3 separate regions of the Rattus norvegicus genome follow, and regions 1 and 2 are each linked to region 3. Evidence: chromatin contacts called from public Hi-C data. All regions are on one chromosome and are shown on one strand. The core of a region is the stretch at or near the end of the contact, and the rest is flanking DNA. Distances in the headings are between cores, read along the strand shown.

Evidence for each region. Hi-C and Micro-C count contacts between places; a contact is called where the count stands out from the background.
Region 1: a Hi-C map of the A7r5 cell line shows a contact between it and region 3, with 2.5 times the contacts expected there. The contact joins the promoter of Fam8a1 here to the promoter of Rbm24 in region 3. A contact is called at or near these places in 2 of 12 Hi-C or Micro-C datasets (the A7r5 cell line and frontal cortex).
Region 2: a Hi-C map of psoas muscle shows a contact between it and region 3, with 5 times the contacts expected there. The contact joins the enhancer-like site here to the promoter of Rbm24 in region 3. A contact is called at or near these places in 2 of 12 Hi-C or Micro-C datasets (frontal cortex and psoas muscle) and 1 of 1 datasets of contacts at active chromatin or transcription factors (oligodendrocytes).

Annotation. Positions count from the first base shown.
Region 1 is chr17:18,239,920-18,243,967 of GRCr8, forward strand. Fam8a1 (family with sequence similarity 8, member A1) reads right to left here and starts at 1,784. Exons shown (of 5, transcript NM_001305175.1): 1 at 1,059-1,784; 2 at 1-65. The coding sequence starts at 1,683. It overlaps LOC120097854 (a long non-coding RNA gene), which reads left to right and starts at 1,810. Exons shown (of 4, transcript XR_010059108.1): 1 at 1,810-1,869; 2 at 2,423-2,487.
Region 2 is chr17:18,265,411-18,269,489 of GRCr8, forward strand. It overlaps Cap2 (cyclase associated actin cytoskeleton regulatory protein 2), which reads right to left. Exons shown (of 13, transcript NM_053874.1): 12 at 662-802. Among named protein-coding and RNA genes, the nearest start is that of Fam8a1, 26 kb to the left of the region's middle. Within about 2 kb of position 1,946, at least 3 of the 93 cell types and tissues checked have an H3K27ac peak or open chromatin away from gene starts, as enhancers often do.
Region 3 is chr17:18,491,688-18,496,250 of GRCr8, forward strand. Rbm24 (RNA binding motif protein 24) reads right to left here and starts at 1,941. Exons shown (of 4, transcript NM_001191100.1): 1 at 1,689-1,941; 2 at 475-598. The coding sequence starts at 1,856.

The DNA of each region.
Region 1 (4,048 bases), core at 534-3,033, 250 kb before region 3:
AATAAAGAAATCCACCATCTCTGCCATAAATCTGTGGGCCAAGGATGGAATGACATACTCTCTACCTGTAAATCGGGAAGAAAAGGGAAAGGAATCTCTCACACAAGCTTAAGAACCAAGTCAGATAATGAAGGGGCAAAGTAAAGTCAAGGTCCAACTTAATTTTTAAAAAATGATAGCCTTGAATCAGCCAACAGCAATGATCCCATCAAGAGAACATGTTCCTAAAATGTCTAATAACGAGCTGGACGTGGCAAGCTATGCCAGTCATCCCAGCATTCCGGGCCCAGGCTCGGCAGAGTGGCTGTAAATTTTCCTACAGTTTGCTAGGACTCATAACTACACAGAATTGATTACTAGATGATATTCAAGGCTTGGGCCCAGTCAAAAGTTCTCATTTATAATGTCAATCGCCTTTCAGTCCCACTGTCCTTATACAGCCCAACTTGGTGATTTCTCGTATTCTAATCTCAATCCTCCAACAGTGCGCTTGCCACCTAAGTTTAGCTTTGGATCTTGTCCAGAGCATGGAGATCACCGAGAGAATGGTTTGATAAGCATACGTCTCTCTATATACAAGAAGGGCTACTAGTGTCAGGATTAAGGGAATCTATTGGTAGTGCCAGGTCTTAAGGGAAGAACAATCAGCATTGTACTTTTTTTTTTTTTTTTTTTTTTTTTTAGAATTTAGGGCCTGGGCAAACCATAGCAGATGTACGTGGGAACTGTCAATGGTAGTAGCAGTTCCCCAGTTACATATTTCAAGATCCTTCGACAGACCCCTTTGGCTAGCACAGGAATGTAGTAAGAGCCTATAGGCTGCACAGAAGTCTTATTGCAAGTTTGAGGCTAGCCTGGCCTATACACTGAGTTAAGGTTAGCCTAGACCACAAGATGAGATCCTTCCAAAAAAAAAATGGTGGTAGGGGTAGCAGTAATTTAAAAAAAGAACCCGCGGGCCACCAGTAATCCTACACATAGGAAGTGGAGGCAGATGAATAAAATCCTCTACTCTATCCCTCCGATGTTCTACGCACCCACCTCAACCCCGTTCTCACCTGCCTGCCGCCCGGTGTCGCTCGCCGTCCGTGCAGGGGCTGCAGAGCCCACCCTGGTCACAGGGACCGCCCGGGCAGATGCCTGCACGTGCGGGGCCCGGGCCGTCAGGCCCGCGACGGCTGTCGGGGTGGCGCCGGCGCTCGTGGCCGCCCCCGGCCCTGGCGCCGCAGCGCTTAGGAAGTAGAAGGGGTTGTAGTAAGCGAGCTGCGGCGGCGGCGGGGGCGGCGGCGGGGCTGCGGGCTGAGGGGCGGCGGGAGGCGGGCCGCAGTAGGCGGGGAGGGCGGCCAGGCCGCTGTGCCAGGTGAGGTAGCCGCAGTAGGATTGCCACAGCCATTCGTGCACCTGCCGCGAGTACTCGCGCGCGCTCAGCCGCCCCGGCCCGTCCGACGCCTCGCAGCCCCCCGGCTCCTGAGGCTCTGCGCCCGTCTCCCGGCGCTTCCGGAGCTCGCACTGCGGCTCCGGCTCCGGCACCGCCGAGGCGACGGTCGTGAGAGCCGGGGGCCGGGGGGCGGCGGCGGAGGAGGAGGAGGGAGAGCCTGGTCCGGAAGGGACCGGCTCGTGGTCCTCGCTACCGCCGTCCTGCCCGGGAGGGCGGCTCCGGGCTTCCTCGGGCCCCTCTGCCATCGTCGCCCCGGAGGCACCCTCCGCGCCGCCTGTCACTGCGCCGTCGCCCGCTCTCGTCAGCCCCTCCCCAACCGCTCGGTCGCCACCACAGCAGCAGCGGGCGTCAACAATCCGTCGCCGGAAGCGGAAACCCCGCCTCTCCGGCGCGTTTGTCTTGGGGGGTCGGGCGGGCGGTGGTGTTTCTTTGTGAGTGGTTCCTAGTTACGCGCCGTCTCTCTGGTTCTTCTGTTGTACGTTTTAATCATAAATTGTGGCATATTCGGTAACGTAACGTATCGCAGCATAGTATAACAACGTGTGCGATGCTGAGTACGAGTTCCTGGACACTGTGTACGCACCCATTTAAGCTACATCTGTGAGACATTCGGCATCACTCTTGAGAATTCTAATGAACTCCCATTACCAAGGCCCCTAGAGAGAATCCTGTGGGCTTAGGACGTGGTTGTCCCTTGTGAAACTGCATCTGATTCACCAGAATTTCCAAGCGGGCCCAGTCCTCCAAGCACAGTGCCTGTTTCTTGCTTATCACCTTTGTGTATGGTTTTTGTCTTTTCATCTATATGCAGCCTCTCAGATACTGATATCTTAATACACTTTGCTACGTTAAATTAATAAGCTCATTAGTGGTATTAGTGTGACTTAGTATTCCCAGGGCTATATAAGGAATCTACAAGAGTCAAATATTGTGATAATACTTAACGATTATTGCGCTGGCTAATTTCATGTCAACTTAATACAGGTTACAGTCATCTGAGAGGAGGGAACCCCAATCGAGAAAATACCTCTTATAAGATTGGACTGTAGGTAAGCCTGCAGATCATTTTTAAAACTGGTGACTGATGTGGGTGGTACAACTGCAGACAGCTGTTCTGGGTTCTATAAGAAGGAAGACTGAGCAAGCCATGGAGACAAGCGATGGGATGTGCAGCAGCTCCTGCCTCCGGGTTCTTCCCATTTGAGTTCCTGTCCTGGCCTCCCTCAGTGATGGAGTACAATGTAGATTTGTAAGCCAAATAAACCCTTTCTTCCCCAGCTTTTGGTCCTGATGTTCACCACACCATTCTCAAACTGCCAAAATGAGTTAGAATTAAACAGCTTATTCTTAGGAGAAAGGACGGGTAATGGGGAACAAGTGTGGCCACTCAGAGAGGAATGCTGCACCTAAGTAAGGGCTTTACCAGCAGCAGCAGGGGAGTGACTTGGGGGAATTTGCCGTGACATTTTTTTTTTTTTAAAAGCACCTGATCTATAAGGTTGGGACAAAAATGTGTGGCTATTGAAGGGGCAATACCTAGACACCTTTGTCTTGAGAAGTTGGTGTTCCTGAGATCTTGCCTCAAAGGAATAAGGCAGAGAGTGATAGGGGAGGGCATGGGAACATGCTTAAACTGGACAGACCTCTCTCCAGGCCCATTGTCCACTTTTTTTTTTTTTCGGAGCTGAGGACCGAACCCAGGGCCTTGCGCTTGCTAGGCAAGCGCTCTACCCCTGAGCTAAATCCCCAACCCCTATTGTCCACTTTTTAATATCATGATTTTTTTTTCTGAAGAGCTGTTTATAGCATGAGACTCAGTAACCCATATGACCAGTGGGCCATGTTATAAGGGTTTGATAAACATGAAACTTTTAATTATTTGTGGAACTGGGACTAAATGAATGTCAGTGCCAGTCAGCTGCCAGCCAAGAGCCCATCACCACACAGCGATTTGAATAGGGAGTAGGAAGGAATTCTAATGGGACTGAAGCAAAGGGTGATTGGTTAGCAAAAGGCTAAGAGAAAAGCGGACCTTCCTGCAGAGCAGAATCTTTCCAGCTAGGAAAAGCTCAGAGAAGAAGCCTCAGTATGAAGTATGGTCTCTCTTTTGTTTGGGTGCTCAAGTCTGGGTCCCATCATGGATGACGCCATTATGAAAACTGTGAAATGGGGTTCCCTTGTTTTCCCTTGGTGTTCAGTCTTTTGATTTTTCTTTTCTTTTAAGGTTTCTTTTAAGATTATTTTCAGTAGGGTCCTGCTATGTAGCTTAGCCTTCTAACTCCTTGCAACCCCTTGCCTCAGCCTCCAGAATGCTGGGAGTACAGGCGTGAGGTACCACAATTTGGAAAATAACTAATTAATTTTGTGCCCATCTTGGAATCCATGCTTTGACAGGACTTAAAAGAACATTCTAGCTGAATGATGGTGGAGCACACCTTTAACCCCAGAACCCAGGAAACAGAGGCAGGAGCATCTCTGTGAGTTCAAGGCCAGCCTGATCTACAGAATGAATTCTAGGTCAGCTAGGGCTACACAAAGAGAAACCCTGTTCCAAAAGCCAAACCAACCCAAACCAAAACAACAAACAAAAGCAAAAACAAAGCAAGTGCA
Region 2 (4,079 bases), core at 696-3,195, 230 kb before region 3:
GCTGGGGAGAGGACGTAAAGAAATGAAGTTCTGGCTGAATGACTTGGGCTAGTATTTCTAAATGGAGAGTTCAGTGGGCCGATGGTTGGAGGACTTACTTGGGAGCCTGCTAAGAATCAAGATTCTGGGGCTGGGGAGATGGCTCGGTGGGTAAGGTGCTTGTCTGTCTAAGCAGGAGGGCCTGAGTTTGAATCCCCTAAAACCCAAACATAAACCATGCCTGCAGTCTCGACCCTTCTAGGATAAGATGGAGGGAGGAAAGAATAACCCCCAGACGCTTAGAGAGTGGTGAACAAGAAACCCTGTCTCAAAAAGATTGGAGGAAGGCAAGGACTACCTGAGGTTTTCCTCTGACCCCCACATGTGTCATGACATGAATGTATACTGCACATACAAAGAACCCGGATTCTGGGCCCCATTTTGAGGCTCTTGAACCCAACCTTAGGTTTTTCTAGAGTTTTGAGCCCTTTCTGTTGAGCTTCCTAGTAGACCCTTATGTTAAGAGGAGCATTAGAATATTTTTTGGCTTCCTCACTCACCTGCCTGTTCTGCTGTCTTCAACGGAAGCTCATGAGATGGTAGTGATGAGCCCCCTCTCCAAGAACACTAACATGAACATGCCACAAAAGCCTTTCTGGGCAGGGTTTTGGAAGGTACTTACATAATCGTCACCCTGAGGGACCAGGACATTCATCTCGGACGACTTGGCGCTCACGATCTCACAGTCTAGCGCATCTTTACTGAGGTACAGGTGGCATCCTTCTGTCTTATTAATGGAGATTGTTGGCACTCTCCCCATTACCTAAGGGAAAAAATGGGACCAAAGCAAAGAAATAAAAATGACCATGTGCCCAAGCAGGTACTCTCCAGAGTTCCTCCTGAGTTTATGATTAGGACTCATGGGGGCAGTATGTACTCTCTGCTCTCTGTCTGTCTGTCTGTCTGTCTGTCTGTCTGTCTGTCTGTCTGTCTCTTGTCTCCCTCTCTCTCCCTCTCCTGTCTCTGTCTATATGTGTGTGTCTGTTTCTGTTTGTCTCTGTATGTCTCTCTCCCGCTCTGTGTGTGTGTGTTTGTATGTATGTGACCATGTCCGTGTCCGTGTCCATGTCCGTGTGTGTGTGTGTGTGTCCGTGTGTGTGTGTAAGTGTCATCTGAGGACAGAGTGAAATGACTATACATGGGAGAATCCCAAACAGGCAGCGTTTCTCTTTCTTGAGGTGAAATTAAGGGATTAATTTGGAGGCAGCAGCTAAAATGTTCAGAAAAGCCCCACAACCCGCTAGCGAATCCGAAACGCCTATCTGATTCCGTGATAAGAGAAACAGGACTCATTTGCTTAAAATTTAAGTTTTGACAGTTATCTCTGAGACTGGGGCTAAAACAAATATCCATACAGACGGCAAACAATAAGATTAATTTCAAATAGAAGCCAGGTAGACTGTTCCCAAACTTCAGAATAAGTAAGAAATACTCCAATTCTTCTCATGTAAGTCACTGGCCGGATAAGAGTCTGAGGGCTAAAGGTGAAGTTCAACTGAGATAGGGGTCCAGGCATCTCAAAATGCACTCATTTCAGGAGCTCAAACTGAGGACATTCACCCAGATAATCGGGACCCTCGAGCAAGAGGAGGCAGTGCTTTGTAAGGTTCACAAGTATCTGAGTCCAGTAAAAAATTCAGATGAGTTTTAAGTTTCTCTTCTAACAATCCATTTTCAAACCTTCCCACAATGCCCACAGGGATATACCATTCTCCCAAAGACTTCATTACAACTCTAGAAGTTTCCTTCTTGTAATGGTAATTGAAGCAATAAAGACATCTCTCCTTTCAACCAGAAGAAAAGGCTGGTTTGCAAACCAAAGGAACACATTCTGTCTGTGGCCCAGGTGCCCTGAAGAATTCCTTGTGGGGCGTCTAGCCAGTCATCTGGCTTCTCCTCCTCTTGCTCCACAGAAACTGGATACTGAGTTGGAATTGAAGCCCAAATCAAGAGAACGGTCCAGCTGGGTCATTCAAGGTCAGGCAAGTACAGGCAAGGCTCTGCTTGAGATAATATAGTATATATGCAGGTCTGTCTGTCTGTCTGTCTCTCTCTCTCTGTCTGTCTCTCTCTGTCTGTCTCTCTCTGTCTCTATGTGTATGTGTGTGAGAGAGACAGAGAGATAGAGAGAATGAGACTGTATCTCTGTGTCTCTGTGTGCATGCATGTATGTGTGTGTGTCTGTTTTAAAAATGTGCCTAATCATGTTTTCCTGACTTCTAGATTTCTTTATGATACGAGGATGAAAGCATCTGTGTGCCAGCCTGAAGCCCACGGATATCTCCGGCCAAGCTAAGGAAAGTAGGAGCTACCAGTGACTCCTGGAGAGTTGGCTTATGAATATTATTACTCAGTAATAATTAAAAAAAAATTTTCCCTGACGGTGGTTGTCTCTTTCCCAATCTGTATGTTTTCCTAGAACATTTTTGCAAAAAAAAAGATTGCCAGGCCAAATTATATGAACTTTAGCTTTTTTTTTCCTCCCTTTTCTTTAAATAACATTAGTGTTGCAAAATCTGAAATTATACGAACCACCCATTTTTAAGTGTACAACTGGATGCTATTCATAAATGTACAGAGTTGTGCAATTGGGACTACAAGCCAGTTTTAGAATCGTTCCACCATTCTAAAAATATCCCTAATGGCCACTTACAGTTGATCCCCATCTCAGCCCCAGGCAGGTAAGTGATTTCTGCTTCAGTTGTGCCCAGGCCCTTTTCAGACAATTTACTAGGCACTTTAACTAGGTAATGACACTCTCTTGGTTTGAGCATCCAGAAATTCACTAAGTGTCCTATCAGCTGTTTCTCTTGTCTCGGAGACAATTGCTCCTTCCATCTCCTACCACAGACAACCAATGGTTCACCCTTCCCAAAGTAACTGTTCAAAGTGCACAGTTCATATCCTTAAAAATGTAACAAGCTATTTCCGGCATGGAAACATGCAAAGAGTAATAGATACATATACGCTCTACAACAACTTTATCAGTGCTACATTCTCCCACATTCCCTTTTGGTGTGTTTGAATGTTTCCCTCCCTCCCTCCCTCCCTCCCTCCCTCCCTCCCTCCCAACAGGGTGTCATGTAGCCTAGGTTGGCCTTGGACTCACTTTGGGACCAAAGATGGCTTTGAATTGCTGTTCCTTCTCTTGTCTCTACCTCCTAAGTGCTTTCGTCAGGGGTGTTACACCGGGCTTTACTGTGTGTGTTAGGTTGGTTTTGAGATTGGGTTAGCCTGGATGGAGCTTGCTCTACAGATCAAACCGGCCTCTAACGGCATGGAGTCCTCCCAAGTACTGGGGTCACAGGTGTGCAGCACACACTCAACTACTGTCGCCCCCCAACCCCCGACTCCCAAGAACTAAAATCTCCCACGATCACGGACGTCCCCTGGATACTGTCGTCGTCTACTCCACTTTCCCTCTCTTCCCCCTACTTCTCTCCTCCCTGTATGTAACTACTCTCCTGGCTTTTTGTTGTTATTTAAAAAAACAATTGTTTCTTTTTTGTTTGTTTGCTTATGATCTGTCTATTGGGTGAAGTGCCCAGGAGAACACCCTGACTCCACATAAGTGGGTTTCATGTGTAAATTGGTATGCATGCACGCTCTATGTTTTTTAATAAATGGATCTCTCCTATAGCACCATCCTGTAACTTAACCTTTCGGCTCAATGCCCTTTTAAAAAAATGTACCCGTTTTTTAAAAAATCTACCTATTTTTTTTTTTTTTTTATGCTGGTAACAGTAGCTTGTTCATTTTAACTGTTGAGTAGCACTCGGAGAGCTGTTTGCCCATTTGCCAGTAGGTGGACACGTAAGTACTTTTGTTCTCTGTTGCTGCTATCACACCACTCCAATACACGCTTTCCGCGTTTCCTTCGCCTGTGGCTAGAGCTTTACCCTGCGCACAGAAACACATAACGATTCACCCACAGGTTACGGATGTGGCATTCGCTCTTGGTGCCAGTTTGTCCTGCAGTGAGGGTACCAAGTTCATGCTGTCACTTGGAGGTGGCAGGGAGCCCGGTGCTCCACTTCCAG
Region 3 (4,563 bases), core at 691-3,190:
CTGGTACTCTGTGATTTTATATGAAAATATGTGCCATGCTTCTCTCAGGTCAGGGTTCAGACCACTCATGCTCTGAGCACAGCGTCCCTGGCCTGGATCGCACTGGCTGGAGATGACAAAGCCCAACCACATAGTGTACCTTTTCAGCCACAAGTGGCTAGTGAAAACTGGATAGCTTGAGCGCAGTCAGAAATACCTTTCACTATATAGGAAACACACGAATTAACTTTTGAGGGCAGGCTCTCTGGACCCTGAGATCTATTTTAGTAGACACATCTCAAGTACCCAGAGGCATACTTACTATGCTCATGCATATTTAATGCCGCGGTGGAATAACCAGGCAAGGCTCAAGTTTTACCAAACACAACCGTGGGGCTCGCAGGAAGCTGGTGTTTCTGGGCTGGGGAGGTGGTGGGATCTGTCTGCCAATGGGTGAAGAGTTGGCAGGGGGGAGGGGAGGAGGGCGTTGCTCACCTGGCTGCATGATTCTTGGTTTGGCTCCCAAGTACGCCAGATTCACATTGGCCTTCCTACCATCGATGATGGGGTTAGGATCCTTACAGGCTCTTTCAGCAGCAGCGCGGTCAGCCATGGTGACCTTAGCAACATAGACAGACAGACAGACACACAGAGCCCTCAGTTAACCCCTGAAGGAAAAGTATTGAAGTTGGCTTCCCTTCCTATTTGGGGGGAGGGGGGCAGTTGGAACATTAACCCTTCATTCTCTGCCTTAAAAAAAGTGACAATAAGCAGAAAGAAGAAAGGAAGGACCCCCTCCGCCCCCACCCAAAGTCTTAAAGATGCTAATGTGGGCCCTAAAAGAGATTTGGAAGCCACCATTCTGAATTCGCATGTAGATTTACCCTTTACGGTCCCACCCGGGCCCCAGAGGTACTGTGGGCTTTAAACAAAGTCCAGCCCCAAACCAGCCGGTAGCTCCCAAGAGGCAAACACTCTTTAGTGACAATAGCAATTGTCCTGCCCCAGCGTTCTCAGGTCTTTGGGCAGATGAATTTGCCCCTTTAAATCTCCAGAAAGCTTAACGCACTGTTTCAGTTAGGCAAACACTCAGGGGCGCAGCACTTCCTTTTAGAATCCACCTTTGCAATTTAAAAGGCAGTGGTGTGAAAAGGAGGGGGGTGGATAGCTCTAGACCTCCCGGATGTCTCTTCTTACCGGGCTGGGGGTTGGGGGGGGGGTGAACACTACAACACACACACACACACACACACACACACACACACACACACACACACACCACACACACACACACACACACGGTTTTTCTTCCTTTCTTTTTTTTTTTAAACAAAGCACCAGCTCACTTAACAACCAGCCTCCAACCCAGAAATGCCACAGCGAGGGACTGTTTCTTCCCTCTCAACTCTGCATCCCAGATCTGGCTCTCCTTCCATCTGGCTCTCGGGGCCATCGAAAGAGGTCCTCTCGGTACCCCACGATGCAGCCACAGTCCCTCGGTTCCCCAAACCCCATCACACTTAAAGTTTCAGCTCAGCTCCGAGTGAAGGGGGCGCCCCGCGAGGTCGCACAGAGCCCCTTACCCCATGCTATGCTTTCCTAAGGCCTGGGGCCACTCGCTCCCTCCTGGCCTGTCTTTTATCGCCTCTCCAGGACCTCTCTTAGTTGCTCCCCACCCATCCCGAGAGTCCTCCTTCCGCATAACTTACAAATCCGTAGCCCCGGGACTTGCCCGTCTGCCGGTCGGTGATGACCACAGCCTCCTCGATGTCTCCGAAGACCTCGAAGTACTTGCGCAGGCTGGCGTCGGTGGTGTGGTAGGGCAGCCCTCCCACGAAGATCTTGGTGTACGTCGTGTCCTTCTGGGTGGTGTGCATCTTCGCGCCCGCCCCGCGGCTCGGGCTCCGGCTGCGGCTGCGGCTGCGCCTGGTCCTCGGGCTCCGCGTCTCCCGCAGCGCGCGGCGGCCGCCGGGGGCCGAGGGCGCGCGCGGGGGCGAGGGAGCGGCGTGGGCGCTGGGCGCGCGGCTTCCCAAGTGGCCCGCTGTTCCCAACACTCGCCCGGGCTCTCTACTCCAGTCCCCGCGGCCGGTCACTGTCCAGACCTTCCCGATCGTCCGGGTAACCAGCTCCGTAGCCGCGGATTGTGCAAGCCTTTTGCACTCACCCCGCGTGGAAGTAAAAAAAAAAAAAATTTTCCCCTTAAATGCAGAGAGGGTGGCGGTCTCCAAGTCCAAAAGAGGTAGATGTTCCTTTCTCAGAAAATCGAGTGGCTGGGGTGGGAAAGGGGTTGGCTCAGAGGCTACCTTGTCCCGGGGGCGCGGAGGTGGCAGCTGGGGGCGCGGTGCTGGGCCCGGCTCGGGCTGGGGACCGTCCCTCCTGCTTAGGAGCTGCCACACCAGTGCGGACTGAGGACCGCTCTCCAACCCTCTGCTCCTTTTTCCCCAGCGGCCCGGGGGTCGACGCCCGGCTGGGGAGGGGGCGGGCCGGACGCCTGCGATTGGCCGGGACAGCACCTGGGGCGCCCGGCGCCGCCGCCCCCCAGCTGTTGGGAACAGCTGCTTCTCTCCCCGCGCGCCGCGCGGCGCTGGGTCGCCTGGCCAGGGCTCTGGCGCTGTTGCTGGGTGGGGCAGAGTTGGAAAAGGCTGGAGGCCGCCTGGCTCTGTCTGTTGTTGCCTGCTCCTACCGGTCAAAGTCGCAAAGACCCCTGGCGACTCCCAGAGAGACCCAGAGCGAGCTGCTGGACTCTCTGAAAGGGACCACGCGGAGCCCTTCCCGCTAGGCCTGGGTGGCAAGACCAGTTGACTTGAGAGTCCCCTGGGGCCTGGGGTGATTTGTACAGAGGCCAGTCCCCTCCCAAACACCTGGGACCTAGGAAATCTGACTCCTCTAGGGGTCTGAACCATGAGAAGAGCTGTCAAGTTTTCTTGGCCCCCAAAAGCTGGTGCTGTGAGAAACCAAGAGGTAGAGTCCACTTGCCCCCCCCCCCGGGTGTGTATGTAGAATTAAAAATAATAATAATAATAATAATAATAATAATAATAATAATAATACCCTTAACATTTGGGAGTGCTTGAGAAAAACTTTAGCTTTAATGGCTCACAGCTAGCAAAGGGTGCCTTCTACTTCAGAGGACCATGAATTAGTACTGTACCTCCTACGATCATCGGATTTGTGCTTCCTGCCTGAGTTAGTTATTCAGGAAGATGGGCACAATGTCTGTCTCAACACAAGTCGCTCCCACCTCCGTCTTTTTTTTTTTTTCCTAAGCAAAGAATCTATTTCCTTCTATTTGAATTACAAAACGTTTAGTGCATTGACCTCATTTATTTATCCGGATATAATTGTAAAAAGTATGATTTCTTTTAAAAGGGAAGAGAACTGTTACATAAGGATGGATTTCTACCAGCAGATCTCAAAGCATACGTAGAATACACTAAACGTAGTATATTTATCAATGCAAGCCAGCTCATTGCCGCTTCTTTTGCTCAATGGGGCTTTAAATTAACGACACTTCGAAACCAGCCAATCATATTTGAGGTTTAGAATAAAATACTACCCCCACCCCCCTTATTTTGAGACAGGGTCTTGTGTATCCTAGGCCGTCCTTGAACTTCCGGTGTATCATAAGGATGACTTTGAAGTTGAACTTCTGATTCTCCTGATTCTGCTGCGATTGCAGGCACGTGTCCCTTCTCTGGGTTTATGGGATGTTTTGGGACGGAACTCAGGGCTTCCTGCCTGCCAGGTAAGCACTCTGCTGGCTGAGTTGGATCCCCAGGCCCCTGATGAAAGTATTCAATGTGAACAGAACATTCCACTCTCTGATCTCACTGCACGAGCGGTTTTTGCTTGGAGAGGCCAGTGCAGTACCAACACTAATTGCCCCCGAGCTACACCTTTTATTTCCTTTTAAACAGGTCAGTGTGTTAACTGATAGAGCCCCACAGACATACCCCAGTTACTTTCCAGGGCACCTTAGCTGTCAACCCCAGCGGATGAAGAATGTGGTGTTCGCAAAGGTGAATGCGAATTACTGGCGAATATCCTGGTAGGAAATGTTCAATTCATCTTGCTGATTTCCATGGGAGACTGACTGGGGTTATCACGGTCGGTTTGAATCCCCAGTGAGAGTTAAGGAAAATTAAGAAATCTATCTGTGGTTAATTCAGGTGAGAAAAATTAAGTAATTTACAATGTGACTATTTTATATGAAGTGTTGACCCTTCAATACAGCTCCCCATGTTGTGGTGACCCTCCAACCATTAAACTATTTTCGTCGCTACTTCTTAATTGTAATTTTACCAGCGTTATGAATAGTAACGGAGTTTCTATGTTTTCCAATGGTCTTTAGAGGTCACAACCCACAGGCTGAGAACCACTGTTTTAGATGCCGACCCCAATGTGAAAATATAAAAATTTTTCCACTGTTTAAGTAAAGTACTAGTTCAGAAGGGACTTCTGTGCTGGGATGATGAAGTAATTTTTAAAAGTAAAATAGCAGACCCTGAAATGTAAGAGGCAGGCTTTTTAATAGTTAATATTATCTTACAGTGTCATCTAACAATTATAGTACTTCACTGAAGT